Linked DNA regions of Sus scrofa: region 1 is linked to region 2. The links are chromatin contacts, called in public Hi-C maps. All regions are on one chromosome and are shown on one strand. Each heading gives the region's core, a stretch centred on a gene start, on an enhancer-like site or on the middle of the called end of the contact. The rest is flanking DNA. Distances are from core to core; before and after follow the strand shown. Region 1 holds the start of ECH1 (enoyl-CoA hydratase 1). Region 2 holds the start of MRPS12 (a long non-coding RNA gene).

Region 1 (2,700 bases), core at 157-2,656, 90 kb after region 2:
CATTCCACATCCTTAACCCACTGAGCAAGGCCAGGGATCAAACCAGAAACTTCATGGTTCCTTGTCGGATTCGTTTCTGCTGCACCACAACGGAAACTCCCCAAAGTGATTTTAAAAGACCTTATATTTAGGAGTTCCAGGCTTGACGCAGTGGAAACAAGTCTGGCTAGGAACTATGAGGTTGCGAGTTCGGTCCCTGGCCTCACTCAGTGGATTAAGGATCCTGCATTGCCATGAGCTGTGGTATAGGTCGCAGAAGTGGCTTGGGGGGTTCCCGTTGTGGCTCAGTGGTTATCGAATCTGACTAGGAACCATGAGGTTGCGGGTTCCATCCCTGGCCTTGCTCAGTGGGTTAAGGGTCCAGTGTCGCCTTGAGCTGTGGTATAGGTTGCAGACGTGGCTTGGATCCCGCGTTGCTGTGGCTCTGGTGTAGGCCGGTGGCTACAGCTCAGACTAGGCCCCTAGCCTGGGAACCTCCACATGCTGTGGGAGTGGTCCTCAAAAGGCAAAAAGAAAAAAAAAAAAAGTGGCTTGGATCCAGCATTGCTGTGGCTGTAGTGTAGGCCAGCAGCTGTAGCTCCAATTCAACCCCTAGCCTGGGAACCTCCACATGCTGCAGGTGTGGCCCTAAAAGCAGTACCCCCCCAAAAAACCCTTATATTTATTAAGAACACGTACTTAATGGACTTCCCATGTGGCTTGCAGGATAACTACTTAGTGTTGCTTCTACAGTGGCTGTGGCTCGACCCCTGGCTCAGGAACTTACATTAAAAAAAAAAAAAAAAAAGAACATGTACTTACGAGCCACATAAATAGCCTCTTCAGCCCTCTTGAATCCCAGGGACCTTAATCTAGTGTCGTCTCCAGATCCAGGTTTCCGCTGTGTTCAAGGTAAAATAGTACAACCCCTACCCACCCCACCCCCGCCCCCGGCCCGCCCAGTGGTGTGGGAATTCGAATTATATAGTCAGCACTTAATGTTGGTCTATACTTTTACTGGATAATCTCAGTAGGAAATTTTTCTTTTTAGTTAATATGGTACAAGTGCATGGTTACAAACTGGCAGGGCTCCGATTATTCTGCCATTACGGACTTGGACACTCATCTCTCTCCAATTCGTTCACCATTACGAAAGAGCTGTGGTGGCCCCTGCACAGAATGTTCGGGGACAGTGAATTATCGCCTCAGGCCAGATTCCTATTGTGCCAAAGGTTCCCAGGGCGAGCCAAAGGCCGGCAAATTTAGAAGGCGATTTCCGGTTGCCCTTAGTAAAGATGGCGGGAATAGGGGTGTCACCGCTGTTTGGATGCGGCTTCGATGCCCTCGCTCAACATGGCGGCCCTTGTGCCCGCCCCCTTAACTTCCTCTCGTCGGGCTATTCCGGCGTTTCAGTCGCAATGACGGCAGTGGCAATGGCGTTTTTTCACAGAGTGCGCAGCTTGCTGACTCGGCGTGAGTCATCTCTTGACTTCTGGGGGTCTATTGAGCTGTCGTCCTGTCATGGCGACTGTAGAACGGAGAGGCCTGTCTGGGGTCAAGCAAGGTCCTCACGCCTTATTAAACTCAGGGGTCCATGTGCTCCTATGCAAAGGGCCCGTGTCCTACCGTGGGGTAGCTGTCAGCTCAGTGTCTCCAATCTAGTGTCAGTACCACCTTCGCGGGTTTGAAGTGGCCCTCAGACCGAGGCCACTGGTGAGTGCACCCTAATCTTAAAAGCCTGTGTCTTCCTGAACCAAGGCCTCTTAACAGGCCTGCGTTCCCCAATCTAATGTCACTGAGATGGATGTGTGCCCTCTGCTTTTGAAGGTGCTCTTCTCCCAATTTGGGGTCATAAAATGCTCTTCCTGGGAGTTCCCGTCCTGGCTCAGTGGTTAACAAATCTGACTAGGAACCATGAGGTTGCGGGTTCGATCCCTGCCCTTGCTCAGTGGGTTAACGATCCAGCATTGCTGTGAGCTGTGGTGTAGGTCGCAGACGCGGCTCAGATCCCGCCGCGTTGCTGTGGCTCTGGTGTAGGCCGGTGGCTACCGCTTTGATTCCACCCCTAGCCTAGGAACCTCCATATGCCGCGGGAGCCGCCCTAGAAATGGCAAAAAGACAAAAAAAAAAAAAAAAAAAAAAAAAATGCTCTTCCTTTGTCTCTCCAGGATTGACAGCCCCCACCAACCTCAGCCTTAGTCTTCACCCCATGAGCTCCTTTACACAAGAGGAGGCTTCCAAAGCTGCTCCCAGCGAAGCTCCAGGTCACAACTATGAGTCCCTTCAGGTGACAGCTGTCCAGAAACATGTGCTTCATGTGCAGCTAAACCGGCCAGAGAAGAGAAATGCCATGAACAGAGCCTTCTGGAGGTCTGGTCTGCAGGTCCTGAGAGGCCTGTCTGCAGGAGGAGGCAGGGGCTAAGGGACTGGGCAGGGGAGGACCTGAGAGCAGGGAACTCCCCCCGCCCCCCCAGACAGCCCTTGCCTCCTTCCCTTTCCGCAGAGAGATGGTGGTGTGCTTCAACAAGATCGCACAGGACCCTGACTGTCGTGCGGTGGTGATCTCTGGTGCAGGAAAAATGTTCACTTCAGGTACCACGTGCTCTCCATACCCACCCCTGCCACCCTCCCCTGCTCCTGGAGAGAGATCAAGGCTTCTTAATTAGGGTTTCAAGCAGCTTCTAACTTCAACTTTCAACATTTTCAAATACAGAAATTGAC
Region 2 (2,700 bases), core at 114-2,613:
AAGTCTCTCCTTAGTGATGTGCCACCGCCGCCGAGCACGACTGTTCACCTCAGGGCCTCAGTGTGCTCATCTGTAGGGTAGGCACCATCATTAGAGCTCCTCCTGCCTCCTAAGCACTGTGTGATCCGCACGTCAACCTAGCCCAGATTCCCCAAGCAGGGCAGAGATCTGTCTTGTTCAGCCCTGTGATCCCTAGTCAATGTCAAAAAAGAGCTTAACAGGGAGTTCCTGTTGTGGCCCAGTGGAAACGAACCCAATTAGTATCCATGAGGATGCAGGTTCGATCCCTGGCCTCACTCAGTGGGTTAAGGATCTTGCGTTGCAGTGAGCTGTGGTGTAGGTCGCAGATGTGGCTCAGATCCCATGTTGCTGTGGCTGTGGTGTAGGCTGGCAGCTACAGCTCGATTCAACCCCTAGCCTGGAAAATTCCATATTTGGGCATAAAAAAAAAAAAAAAAAAAAGGAAAGAAAGAAGGAGCTTAACAAAGGTTTGAAGAGTGAATACGCAGGTGGAATATCTCACAAAGAGCATGACCTGTGAGAAACATTTGGTATTTGTGGAAGAAACAGGTTCATAATAAAGCTTCCCTCTCAGTGCCCGGCATGTACTAGGCTCTTGGAAAATACCAGTTGAATGAACAACTTCAACACTTTGCTTGGACGTCTCACCCAAGGGAAATATTTAATATTATTTGCTGAAAAAAATAACCGACCCAAACTCCTGACACCCCCCTGACCCATAGTAGCCCTCAATGCAACTACTTCCCACCCCCTTCCCTTGCAACACCAGCTCCGCCAAAAGCCATCGTGTATCCTCCCTGATTTAAAACCTTGATTCCCTCGGCAGAGGATGCAAGTCCCAGGGGGGATAACCCTCACCTAGCCTCGGCTCTGCAGCCCTAGTCCCCTACTTACCACAGTTTAGGGACGTGCCGAGGCCACGGAGAAGGCCGGACCAGGACATCCCGCCGCCTGAAGGGTCCCTGTTTTAGGGGATGAGAGATTCAGATAGAGAAGGAGGGGAAAGTGTCCGTGATCGGGGAAGGGCCAAATCTCCCCATCCCGCTCTCGGACTCTTCCGTTTAAATCTAAGGGATTTCCTCCGACTGTATAACCACAACTCCTAAAGCCGCTAACAGAGAAAGTCCCTCCGTAAATTTAGTCTTGCTCTGAATAGCCTCTCGGGGATTCAACCGCCCCTGCTCACATACAAGAGGAAAAGGGAAACTGAGGGGAGACCCGGGGAGGTTTCGAGGACCCGAGAATCCCGTCTACCTTTCCGACACTAGCCCGGTCCGCCGACACGCCAAATCTGACCTCTAACTGAATGGAATTATCCCGGCAGGGATTGGCTGGCTCTGCCCTTCCCGGTACACTGAAGGGGCGGGGAACAGATGACGATTGGGCAACGATAATGTCAATCTCGGCCAACTGTTCTCCCAGAACAGTGTTTTTTGAGGCATGGGAGGGGCTCACTCCTTCCAAAGTTTGATTGGCTAGTCCCGGAGAAGAGCTGCTTTACAATTGGTCTAAACGCGTAGTGGGCGGGATGAAGAGTGCGCGACTTTTTGTCCCCCTTCCAAGATGGCTGCGTCCATGGTGCGGCGTTTGTGGCCTCTGGTGGCTAGTCGGGGCCTGCGGCTCCGGGGAGGCTATGCCTGCAACCAGAGCCCAAGGAGAAGCTTCGCTACGGAGAGGCGAGACAGGAACCTCCTGTACGAGCACGCACGTGAAGGCTACAGCGCGCTCCCTCAGCTGGACATGGAGCCGCTGTGCGCATACCCGGAAGAGGCGGCGCGCACCTTGGATCTCCGCAAGGGGGAGCTGCGATCTGACGACCTGCCGGCGATCGTGAGTGCGCTTGCGCTGGCCGGCATTGCCAGGCCTGGCCGCTTTGCTTATTGGCTGTTCGCTCTAGGGACGAAGTGGGCGTGCCAGATATTCTCCAGGAGGGGGCGGTCTTATCGCAGGATTTTAGTTTCTTCCCAAGTTTAGCAAACGTGTTTGGCACTCACGTACGTGCCAGTTATCCGTGGAGTGCCAAGGCCCTACAGTCTAGATATCCATGATGCTCCTGTTCCATATGGCTTGTTGAGTACCCACTCTGCACTAAGAACTTACTACTGTCTGCCAATGTGCTCCGACGTCGAACCAGGCTTACCCTAAGGCCACAGAGGGAAATGCCGGACAAAGATGTGAATCAGAGGTGAGGGGAGCCTCTTGCCTTTGGAGATTGAAAAGTAGAGTTTGCACCTACCCACGAGTATCAGGCAGTTAAATAGTGTTATTTAATCCTTTGAAAGATATTTAGGGAGCGCCTACCTTAAGTTCCAGGTGTTGAGAATAAGACAGCGAATGATAATAATCGCAAAGCTAGCACCTATATAATACTACATGCTGGGGAACTAGAACCGGTGTCACCATATTTCTAGACCCTGTTGGGGCGCTAAGGATGATGGGAACTCGGAATCCTCCCAGCCATCTCTTGGAGCTCCTCCCCAGCCATCCTATTTTAAGTGCTTTATACAGATTAGTCTCATTTAAGTTTCACAACAATCCTGTGAGGTAGGTACAGCTATTTCCCCTACTTTATCAGTGAGGAAGTTAAGGCTCAGAGAAGTTACTTTTTTTGGCTGCCCTGGAGGCATGCACAAGTTCCTAGGGATCGAACCTGGGCCATAGCAGTGATAAATGCCAAAT

The links. Hi-C and Micro-C count contacts between places; a contact is called where the count stands out from the background.
Region 1: a Hi-C map of epiblast stem cells shows a contact between it and region 2, with 1.6 times the contacts expected there. The contact joins the promoter of ECH1 here to the promoter of MRPS12 in region 2. A contact is called at or near these places in 2 of 5 promoter capture datasets (fetal liver and liver), 6 of 47 Hi-C or Micro-C datasets (epiblast stem cells, heart right ventricle, liver and 3 more) and 2 of 2 datasets of contacts at active chromatin or transcription factors (alveolar macrophages and skeletal muscle).

The regions. Positions count from the first base shown.
Region 1 is chr6:47,637,667-47,640,366 of Sscrofa11.1, reverse strand. It overlaps ECH1 (enoyl-CoA hydratase 1), which reads left to right and starts at 1,406. Exons shown (of 10, transcript NM_001044607.2): 1 at 1,406-1,452; 2 at 2,148-2,349; 3 at 2,483-2,571. The coding sequence starts at 1,413.
Region 2 is chr6:47,727,181-47,729,880 of Sscrofa11.1, reverse strand. It overlaps MRPS12 (a long non-coding RNA gene), which reads right to left and starts at 1,363. Exons shown (of 3, transcript XR_002344649.1): 1 at 1,276-1,363; 2 at 916-983. SARS2 (serine--tRNA ligase, mitochondrial) reads left to right here and starts at 1,487. Exons shown (of 17, transcript XM_021094351.1): 1 at 1,487-1,851. The coding sequence starts at 1,585.